Regions from separate parts of the Zea mays genome. Here all the other regions are linked to region 2. A link is a contact called in public Hi-C data. All regions are on one chromosome and are shown on one strand. Each heading gives the region's core, a stretch centred on a gene start, on an enhancer-like site or on the middle of the called end of the contact. The rest is flanking DNA. Distances are from core to core; before and after follow the strand shown. Region 1 has its middle 9.0 kb from the start of LOC103644152. Region 2 holds the start of LOC103644157 (indole-3-acetaldehyde oxidase-like). Region 3 holds the start of LOC100193357.

Region 1 (3,756 bases), core at 295-2,794, 150 kb before region 2:
GTTTTCCACAGAGGTAAATCCCTGACAGAGATCCCAACCTCGCTTATATTATAACTAAGATGTATGTTCTTTGTTAATAAATAATAATGTAAAACATTGTCATTTATAAATATTGCTAGATATAAAAAATCATTATATGCACATCAAAATAAACACATTTGTACAATAAGTGATCTTTTACAAGATAATTATTTATTTTTATCATTAAGTATCACACGAAAACATGTCACGTGTAAGTTTAACGGGTCCTCGTGGGAAACGGAGATAGAGAATGCTTACCTATCTCCATTTACTCGTCGGAGAAGAATTTTTCCGTTTACATCCTCATAGAGGAGAAACTTCCTCATTCCCCTAATAGAGGAATTCTCCGCGGGAAATCGAGGATCGGGCATTGTCTCTAGAAGTTAACCTTGTTTACTGAAGGTGTTTAGGGATCAGGGTAATATGTTGCACCCTCAAGTTATAGGGTTAAAACAACTCCAATAAGTCCAAAAAAATATAATTTTCAAAACATAAAAAATAGGATATCTTTAAAATATTAAATCAAAAATAGGTAATACTCCAATAGCTACCAATAGTTTCTCTAAAACCCTTTTGAATGTGGGCCCTCTCTCGAGTTTTTTTGGTCCAGGTCATTGCATTATGGCGAGGCCTTCTCTCTTGAGTCCTAATGCTGCCAAGGAAAAAGGTGCAGCTTTGCGTCATACTTAGGTGTTGTTTGATTCACATAATTGTAACGTGATGGATAACAGATAACGTTAAATCATGTTTTTTAAGTTCAACGTAATCAGATAACACACTAAAAACGAATATCAGTCTATTCAAACTTATTATTGTTAGCACTCGAATGTGATCATTACTACCATTGTCATTTACATTACATTTTGTAAACCAAACATTAACTTAAGGTGCGTTTGGTTGGAGAGTCCATTAGAATGGAGCGGTTCCGTTCTAGTTTTTTTAGAATGGAGTCGTTCTATTCTTTGTTTGACAAGTAAAACATAGTCACTCTATTTTTTGTTTGGTTGAAGAGTAGAATAGAGCGGAGCCGCTCTGTTCTTTGTTTGGTTGGAGAGTCATATGAGTGTAGAGGAGAGAAGAGTAAGAAGAGCGCTCGTATCCGACCATTTTGGTGGAGCGGAAGCACTTCAACTATTTTTAGTAAATTTCTATATGAAAACTACAGGCACCGCTCCGCTCCTATTTTGTTAGAAACTAAACATAAAAAAACTAGAATAAAACCGCTCCATTCTGCTCGACTCCTCGAACAAAGGCATAAATGTATATCAACCTGGTCGTCATTTGCCCGCTCGTACCTTCGCCGCAGCCGAGCTTGGGGCCCCTAACGGGCGTCTGGGTGCGCAGGAACTCCAGCAGCGTCGTCGACGGATCCACACCGGTGGCCTCGTAACGCTGCCCGTTCACGGCCACCACCACCGCGGCCGGCGCCTTCCCCATCTCCGCGCGCGGCCACCCCCCACCCGCCAGTCCTAGTGCAGTAGTGCACGACGGAGCTGCTGTGCTCTGCCTCTGCTGACTGCTATCGTGGGACGTGGCACTGTATGCCTTACTTGTATATGTAGCACGGGAGTGGGAGTTTCCTGGATGCACCGCTGGTGATGCACGCGCTGACGCCGCCGCCGCCGCCCGGTATTGTAGTATTTGTGCCTGCGACAGCAAGAGCGAAATAATGACGCTGAGAAGAAAGGACTTGTCTATCCATCCAGCGCACTAAGGCTATAGATGTCCAAACGGGCCACCCGGCACGGACCCGGCCCGAACCCGTTTCGGCCCGGTACGAATAGGGCCGGGCCAGGCGTGGCCTGTTGATGCTTCGGGCCGGGTCGGGCTGGCCCACGTGCCTAGGGACATGCCCAAACCCGACACGCACAGGGAAAAATCGTGCCGGGTCGGCCCGTTGGCCCGGTGGGCCTCAACGGACCGGGCCGGGCACTCGCCCGAACCAACAGTAAAGCGGTATATAAATACATATATTTAACAGAATTAATCATATATAATATGCAAAATATTTACGTATCCATTTTATATTTATGTATGCATTTTATATATGTTTGGCCGCGTATTTAGTATTTACATATTATGAGAGAATTAAATGTATTTACATATTTAGTATTTACATAAATATGTGGGCCGCCGTCGGGCCGACCCATTTATCGGGCCGGGCCGGGCCAAAGCACGCGGGCCGCCGTATCTGCCCATACTCGGCCCGCTAAACGGGCCGTGCCGGCCCGGGCCCGTAACCGACCGTGCCGGGTCGTGTTTGGACCGGGCTAAATTCGTGTCGTGCCACGGGCCAAACGGGCGGCCCGCACTGTTTGGACATCTATAACTAAGGCTGAGTCCAGTGCACAGCCTCCCTCTCGCCCCTGCCACGTCAGCTCTCGCCTCCACTCTCGCCTCTGCTGCTCCAGTGCACAGGCTGCAGCAGGCTACAGCTTCAGGCTATAGCCACATCAGCTTTTCTATTTCAGAATTAAGTAATTCACGCGGATTTATTTCAACGCTCAGAAAACACACAACATAATATTTTTTATTGAATTAAAAATTACAAATTGCGTAATAATTAAAATAAAATTACAACGCTTGGGCCGGCTCGACGACTCTTCATTGAGGTTGAGCATAGCCTCCTCCATGGCTGCTTGCAATGTATTGCACATTACCCCTTCAGCTCCTTCACTTGAGTTTGTGCTCGAGGAAGACATGACGTGAAGATGAGTAGAAAAGGCGAGTTTGGAAGAGAGAAATGAGATGAAATGGTGTGTGGAATGAGCTCCACCCGGGTAGGGATATATATAGAGGGATTGGGGATGAAATTTGTGATTTTTTGCAATTTTTTCGAATTTTTTGGACTCCAAACGGTCAAAAACGGCTAGTTGTAACGGCTAGCACACGTGGACCAATCAGATCGCGACACGTGGACCAGTCAGATCGCGCCACGTCGCTCTCGCCCCGCCAGTGCCTCGCCTCGCTCTCGCCTCCCTCTCGCCCGCCTCTCGCCCGGGCGGGCGCTCCAGCGCGGGCGCGAGCGCCGTCGCCCGGCGACCCTCTCTCGCCCGCCTCTCGCCCACGCGCGGGCGGTAGCGGCTCTCTCTCGCCCGCGCTACCGCCCGCGTTGCCACCAGTCTAACAGTAGTTTTTCTTGTAGAAGAAAGGACGATGAAGAAGGTTCCGTTTAGCAAAAGAAAATCATGTGAGGGTTAGTCTAGGAACCGTATTTTTCTAGGAGATTAAGAAATAGTTTATTTTTTATAGAAAAATAGAAATTCTTTAAAAAATGTAAAATAGTGTTTATAAACTAGCCCTAAGTTTATAGAGAAAACTGTGACAAATAAAATCAGCTAAATTTGGACTCTCAGCTTATAACATGTTACATTATCTAAAATTAAAGTGGGCTATGCAGTTGGAGAAATTAATTCTTATTATAAAGGGTCTTTGTGTAATGGTTCCAGGACTACAAAATTTAAAAATAATGAGTTTAAAGACCCTCTCGTCTCTCTTCAATTTATGTAAATTGTAGCGCATGTAATTTAGAGTAAAGAAAAACAGTAGTAACAACAATCATACATGTGGATGGACATAGACGTTAAATGTTGTTCGTTGGGTTTTAACACCTGGGCCCAAACACTCAGGTGCGGGTAGGGTAATTGTGCTCAACAAAATGGGAAGTTGGGTGCTCAAATGTTTTGTGAAGTGTGTTCTGTCCAAGAGCCGGACGAGGGTATTTATAGGTAAACA
Region 2 (3,891 bases), core at 1,363-3,862:
TGACTGAAAGCTCTGGGACCTCTTTGATGTCAATGTACTTGTCATGAAGGTCTTGATCCTTGTACACCCCGGACCCAGTGTTTGAAGCTACTATCTTGACAGAATTTTCATCGAAGGACTCAGATTGAAACAGCCTGTGAAGCTCGTCAATGCTCTTGGGACGGTACCAGCCGTCGTCAGAAACAGGAACTGGAGCGCCGTTAACCTGCTCGACTGAGGACTTGATCTCAGATTTGAGAAACTCGGGGAAAGTGCAGACGGCACCACTGTCGTAGCCTGGCAGCTTGCTGACATCTGCAGGCTCGTCACCTTTCTTCCAGAAGCAGTTGAGGCCCAGGTCCTCGAGATCAACGTCGGCCGCGAAGCTCTTACAGGCGTCGACGATGGGCCTGTACCCGGTGCACCGGCACAGGTTGCCGGAGACGGCCTTCTCAGCCTCGGAGGAAGTGAGCTTGGAGAAGCCGGCAGGCGGGGCTGGGCGGTCGGCCGCCTTGTCAGCCTTGACAAGCGCGGAGAAGATGGACATGCACATGCCGGGCGTGCAGAACCCGCACTGGGAGGCGTGGAAGCCGGAGAGGCGCTGCTGCACAGGGTGGTAGCCATCCTTGGTGTTGCCAATGCCCTCGCTGGTGGTCACCGAGCAGCGGTCCACGCTGTGGAGAAGCGTCAGGCAGGAGCTCGCTGAGAACTCGGTCACCTCGTCGGTGGCCGGGTCATACTTGGAGACAAGGACGACACATGCACCGCAGCCACCTGTAACGACGTAAAGTTGCAAAAAACGGCAAGAGGTTAGCTTCCTTGTCTCCCCCTAATAAGCACGCAGAAAATGTGTGCGTCATTATATCAACATAGAGAGAGAGAGAGAGAGAGAGAGAGAGAGAGAGAGAGAGAGAGAGAGAGAGAGAGAGAGAAAATGCAAGTTGCTTAAAGTTGGCATAAACTGCGCTGTGTAAAAGCGCACGCCCTGCAGCTACTGTTCCTGATGTGTAGTTACAGATCTGGGACCTGACCACCTAATACGCAGTGTGTAAAGGACTAAAGGTGCCGCCGATTTGTGATGAAACGCCGCAATAATTGATCCTGACATTTTGGAGATCTTGCGTACTTGATCTACAGAAATGGAAGGGGGAAAAGGTTTTATTTTTCCCCTGCTTTTTTCTGGTGTTCTGATGATATATGACGAAGAAGACCTGAAGAGCAGGAATTGGATTAGCAGTTGCCTGCCGAAACCGAGAACAGAGCGGTCTTAAATCTGGAGCCTGCTGTGCATGTATGTTTATTTAGTCTCTTCTTCTGTTCCTGGGTGTTTTGACATGAAAGCAGGCTAGATGCCTAGCCTGGGACTGGGAGCTGTCTTTTCTGGCGAAAACTGTGATCTCGCTGTTGTTGCTTTGTTAATTGGTATAATATATCGTGTCTGAATTTTCTCCTACCAGAGAGAGGGTACCTGGGACACCTGGGCTTTTATGAATCTGTACTGGGATAGTGGGACGGGATGGGATGTCCTGTCACCTGTGCCTTTCAACTTCTTGGCGCGTCAGTGACTTAGTGAAACAGACGGCTGACCTCCCAAGAAAATCGGGGAGGAGAGGAAACGAGAAAACGGAAGGCAGGCAGGCCAGGAGCGGGAACGCAAAGGGGCCGACGAAGAAGAACCAGCAAGGTTAAAATCTGGTGCGGTGAACATATATACGGTGAAGCCTACATGTACGTACGTACGTGTACGGTGTACGCGAATTCCCTCCCCGCCTATTGTCCTATTATATTCCCCATCTACTACAAAGACAGGCATCTGTGTGCTTGGCGGTCTTCTCTCCTTCCTGACGTTCAGGAACAACCAAGCTATATATACAAGCTCAGCCGCGAATCCACTAGCTGAGGAGACGAAGGCAAGAGGTATATATACAAGACTACAAGAGTGCATGCGCATCTATCTATATCCATTCCATGGTGACGTACGGCGGGCACGTACCTTCGCCGCAGCCGAGCTTGGGGCCCCTGACGGGCGTCTGGGTGCGCAGGTACTCCAGCAGCGTCGTCGACGGGTCCACGCCGGCGGCCTCGTACCGCTTGCCGTTCACGGCCAGCACCACCGCCGCCTGCTTCCCCATCTCGATCTCTCCTCTCCAACCTTCTTGACGACTCGATCTAGTTGGCTTGGCTTAGCACCACTCCACCTCGCTCTCCCCCTCCCGGACGAACTGCACCGAGAGAGAGAGCCGGAACCGGAGGCCTCGCATGCACTCACAGACGACACAGCCGCGCCACACGCCTGCCCGCGCGCCTATTCTATTATATACACGGAGCGGCGGGTCTTGCAGCCGCTGGGGCCGGGGGTGCGTGGTGAACACTGAACTGAACCGATGATGATGCACGCGCTGACGACGGCCGGAGGTGGAAAGCGATGGGCACGAATCGCGAAGGGTTTCTATAAAAAGTCGTCGCTGGCCACGTGCACGGTGCACAAGCACTGTGCAGCTAGGCCTATGACAGTATCAGCGCGATGGATGGATGGATGGATCATGGATACCGTATCCATCGGTCATGCATGCATGCACAGAACCTCTGGTCCACTGTGCCGCACCCGCACGGCCGCACCCGCACACCCGCACTGCCACCGAACGGTTGGTACTTGTGCCTGCTAACTACAGTTTCGGCATGCCGGCTACAACATGACTAGCTTATCCGCGTGGCGTACTGGCAGGCATGTGCATATGCATGCATGCATGGCACCGATCGAGCCGGCCGGCCGCCTAGTTGCTCGCGCCAAGTCAAAAGATTCGATATCCGTCTCCTTGTTCGTGGGTGCAAGGAGGCGCGGGAGGAGCTAGCTAGGGCACAGTGTGAGCACATTTGGTTGCATAGTAACAAACGGAAGATGACAAATAAAGACATAATAATAATAATAACAATAACATAGTCCACATGAAGATGATGTCGATCGTCGTTAAGGCAAAGTTTCACTCCGGCCACTATAGTTAACTCGATAGCAACAGGCACTATATACGCATCTTGCCCGCGCGCACCCACGCATAAATTTAACAAAGAGTATTACTAAAGACGCTACGACGACGACGCTGACATGAGCGCCGATCGAGAAGTAGCGATTCCGAACGTGACAGGCGGCTGTCGGGGCTATGAATTGCACGTACAGTACGTCGTCAGGTAGGGGCGAAGCCCGGATCCAAAATTAGGGAAGCAAAATTAGATTAGAGGGGACTGTTATAAGCATTTTTACACTATTTATATGAGAATTAGTATAAAAAACTAAGATCTCCTATAGAATTAGGGGAACATTAGGAGGACATTGCCCCCTGTGCCCCCCCTGCCGTCAGGTCATCTCCGGCGTCTTGGCGGGCCGTCAAAAAGGAAGGCGGGCATGCTAGTAGCTAGCTCTGGAACGCGCGCGCGTGACCGGAGTACGAGCTGGCCTGGCCTGGTGCGCGGCGAGCGGTGGCGTCCGAAACGAACCACCCGCGCCAGCAGTCCGCCCGCCACGAAGAAGACGATCACACGTACGTACGTGGCCGCGGAAACTCCCGCCCGTGTCGTCGTGTCGTGTGTGCGATGTGCCGCGCAGGTAGCCACCCGACGACCAGACCAGACTAGACGATGCCGCCCATATCTATCTATCCGCACTGTATATATACACACCGAAGCGCGCGGCCGTGCTGATGAGCGGCGGACGACGACATCCCATGCATGTCCACTCCACGTCCACGTCTCCACCCGATCCGACCCCCCGGCACGCGGGCGAGATGGCCCCCGACCAATCGCGCGGCCGGCGCGGCGTCGTTTTCTCGTGGTGCCGGCCGGATAGGGGGAAAACGAAACGAGCGCCTGTGTGGTGTGCACAAGTACACGGATGCCAACAGGCGATAGCTAGCTAGT
Region 3 (3,509 bases), core at 487-2,986, 160 kb after region 2:
ATCGAGAGCTTCACCCTTAAGTGGGCTTCCCTTACGTGAGGCTTCAACAAGGATTAGACGAAAGCTTGTGTGTTCACGATACCTCGATAAAATTATAAAAATATCGAAGTCATCGATAGGAGCTTGTATATCTATTTCACTTAAACTTTCAAAATTACGTTTTGTATTGTTTTTTTTCTTTAGTTGCTAGGCTAGTGAATATATTTAAAAACTAGTTGCATCACTTTTTATGGTAGGGATAACAACATTTAGTCAAAATGTGGTTATCACATGAGATAATTTATTTATTGCTTATGTTTTAACTAGCAACATTTAATTTCTTCATGTTTGTCATTGTTTCCAATGGAATACTTAGAGCATGTTTGTTTCCTTGGAGGATTATATAATCTAACTTATTTTGTACAGATTGTACAATCCATATCATATAATTCAGTTTACCTAATTTTTATTATAGATGTTTGTTTTCATAAAAAATTAGTGGTAAAAAGCCAAATAGTAATATAAAATAGGCATCTAATGACCAACTTATGGACTATCATGATCTATATACCTAGACTATATAATCCACTTCAATAATATGTGTTGTTTGTTTGTCTCTTAACTTATTTAAACTGAATTATATAATCTAGAGGGTAGACAGACAGGAGTTAATCAAGACTTTATCAGCTAGCAAATCTTCACACCCCGACTAAAATCAATGTTAAACAATTTCAGGTGAACTATTATTGGCAACTAAAATGGTGCCCATATAATCGACACATGGTGTACTAAATCATCGAGAACCTTAATGCTTGTTTGTTTCCTTGCATAACTATATAATTCAGCTAATTTTTTATAGATTATATAATCCAGTTCATATAATCATATTAAAGATGTTTCTTTACATAAATTATTAGCGGGTAAAAAACTAAACAATAATCTAAAATAAGCATATGATGATATGTTTATGGATTATCATAATCTATGTAGCTAGATTATATAATCCACTATAATAATTTATACTATTTGTCTTTGTCTGAATTTATTTAAGATGGACTATATAATATATAATCTAAAGTGTAATCCACTCTAATAATCTATACTATTTGTCTGTCTCTAAATTTATTTAAGATGGACTATATAATCTAAAGGGTAAACAAACATAGCATTAGGTGTTGAGAACGTTAGATGAGAGTTGTTGCCGGACAACTGAGGCCTATTTGAAACTCAGGAATTTCACATGAATTTCACAAAAAAATTATTTTTAAAACATAGAAAACAAGAAAACTTCCAGCGTTTCAAAGAAAGACGTAAGGTGAACCTATATATTCATTCTCCCAGTGGCCGAGAGAAACGACACGAGTGAGCGCTCCGTGCGCTACCATTGCAGCCAGTACTCGCTAGCTCACGAGTAAAAGAGTTACTTTCTTGTTAACAATATATTTAGAGCCTATTTGTTTTGGAATTATAATCTACCCAGTTCGATAGATTATAATCCCAAACAGGCTCTTATTATTTTGCTGATATTTACTTGGAGCTGCCCTTATCGTGTTGTTATATGGAAATAACATTACAAATCAGTGCATGTCCAAATGCTAATAACAAACAGGTCAAGACTGGGCTTTCTTTGCGGAGTTCTCCTCGAGCATCGGACGAAACCAGGCCCACGGCCCACCTCACTTCGCTGGTACATGCCCGGCATCAGAGTTACTGACATATGGACCACACCTGTCAGAAAAGATAGCCGGAAGCCGGAAAAACCCTCGTCTCCCGTCTCGGAGCGGCGGAGTACGCACCTATCAGTCCCAAGTTCCCGCCACACACCTCTCCATTCCCCTCCCGAAGTCCCGATCCTGTCCTCAAATCCCATTGCTCTATCTTCTCTAGCGGCGAGTCGAGGCGGGGAAGACGAGCTAGCGGCGAGGATGTTGTGGGTAGATAAGTACCGGCCGAAAACCCTAGACAAGGTCACCGTGCACGACCAGGTTGCTCAGAACCTCAGGAAGTTTGTAAGTGCCCGCAATCTGCGCGTATTCGATAATCTAGGGTTTCCCCTATTTTAATGTGCCGCTATAATCACAAGTGGTTTTGTTTGGTCAGGTGTCGGAGCAGGATTGCCCGCACCTGTTGTTCTATGGGCCGTCGGGGTCCGGGAAGAAAACCCTAATCCTCGCGCTCATCAAGCAGATGTTCGGCGCTGGCGCGGAGAAGGTGCATATTTTTTAATGATTGTCCGGCTTTTTCCATGTTGAGGCCGTGCTTTGATGTTAACACTTCCCTTTTCCTGTTATTTTTTTTTAAATTTTTTTGTGTCTCAGGTTAAGCTGGAGAACAAGACATGGAAAATCGATGTAAGTCCAATTATTTGATAGCCCCATCCTCTTTCTAATTAGTGACACTAGCAAATTTCAGATGGTGTGTTGAATACTTAAAGAAATACCGTGTGCATTAGGGTTGGTGCCAGCACACCATCACTCTCTCGTCCCTGCCATGTCAGTTCTCGATTCCACTCTTACCCCTGTCGCTTCGGTGCACAGGCTGCAGCAGTCTATAGCCTCATTCCGTTGAGAATAGTCTCACATTGTGAGTTGTGAGTGAGCAAACATGTTTTATATGGTCGATGGTGCAACTCACTAATGTGCTACTTTTTTTTGGGGGAGGTGGGGGGGGGGGGGGGTGGGGGGCGTTGGCCAACAAACCTAAAATGTGTTGGACCTAGTGCATTCTCAGACAAATATTGGCTCACAATGTGTGAGTGGGAGATTGTTGAGAATAGTCCCACATTGAGAGTTGTGGATGGGCAAACACGTTATATATGGTTGAGGGTGCAACCCCTAATGAGCTAGCTTTTTGGGGGAAGTGTTGGCCCAACGGACCTAAAACCCGATATTGTGCGTTTGGGCACATGTGTTGGGGCCCGACGGCTTGGGTGTGTGTGCGGGTGCACTATGTGTGTGTAGGCGACCCGGCGGGCGCGCAATGTGTTGGTGGTCCGGTTCCAACACAACCCACAACCACATCAACTTTTCTATTTCAGAATTAAGTAATCATGCAGATTTGTTTCAACGCTTACAAATCACCGACTAGGAAGGGTAGATATCGTTGTCAAGATATCAAGATAGTATCCCCTATTGTATCTGTATCCATTAACCATGAAGTTCACTACGGGTGCTTGACCTCGAAGGACATTGTTGGACCCGGCCACTCTAAAAAAAGCATGCCAAAGACTGAGCCGACCCAGAGCATCTTCTCTTTGGGTGAAAAATGTGGAGAGTATTCACCTAATTCATGCATAATACTCAAAAAAAGTTGTTGCCTCATGCGATACCTGCGTCGAAAGTAATTCAGAGGATACACACAGTCATCGGCGAAGTAGTCCTGATGAAGCCGATCATGGGTAGAGTCACTATCACGTTTGATGTAGCGTCGATGGCGCTTGGGCTGTCTCGACGACTCTTCATTGAGCTTGAGCATAGCCTCCTCTATGGCTGCTTCCAATGCATTGCACGTTGCACTTCCGGCTCCTTCAC

What was found. Hi-C and Micro-C count contacts between places; a contact is called where the count stands out from the background.
Region 1: a contact with region 2 is called in a Hi-C map of ear, with 1.7 times the contacts expected there. The contact joins the enhancer-like site here to the promoter of LOC103644157 in region 2. A contact is called at or near these places in 2 of 25 Hi-C or Micro-C datasets (both in ear).
Region 3: a Hi-C map of leaf shows a contact between it and region 2, with 4 times the contacts expected there. The contact joins the promoter of LOC100193357 here to the promoter of LOC103644157 in region 2. A contact is called at or near these places in 9 of 25 Hi-C or Micro-C datasets (bundle sheath, ear, endosperm and 3 more) and 1 of 3 datasets of contacts at active chromatin or transcription factors (seedling).

Annotation. Positions count from the first base shown.
Region 1 is chr1:293,177,222-293,180,977 of Zm-B73-REFERENCE-NAM-5.0, forward strand. No RefSeq gene overlaps it. Among protein-coding and RNA genes, the nearest start is that of LOC103644152, 9.0 kb to the left of the region's middle. Within about 2 kb of position 1,545, at least 12 of the 20 cell types and tissues checked have an H3K27ac peak or open chromatin away from gene starts, as enhancers often do. A contact at or near this core is called in ear, where this site is marked.
Region 2 is chr1:293,326,723-293,330,613 of Zm-B73-REFERENCE-NAM-5.0, forward strand. It overlaps LOC103644157 (indole-3-acetaldehyde oxidase-like), which reads right to left and starts at 2,613. Exons shown (of 10, transcript XM_008667350.2): 1 at 1,973-2,613; 2 at 1-753. The coding sequence starts at 2,111.
Region 3 is chr1:293,482,947-293,486,455 of Zm-B73-REFERENCE-NAM-5.0, forward strand. It overlaps LOC100193357, which reads left to right and starts at 1,737. Exons shown (of 11, transcript NM_001138489.1): 1 at 1,737-1,988; 2 at 2,080-2,190; 3 at 2,298-2,330. The coding sequence starts at 1,905.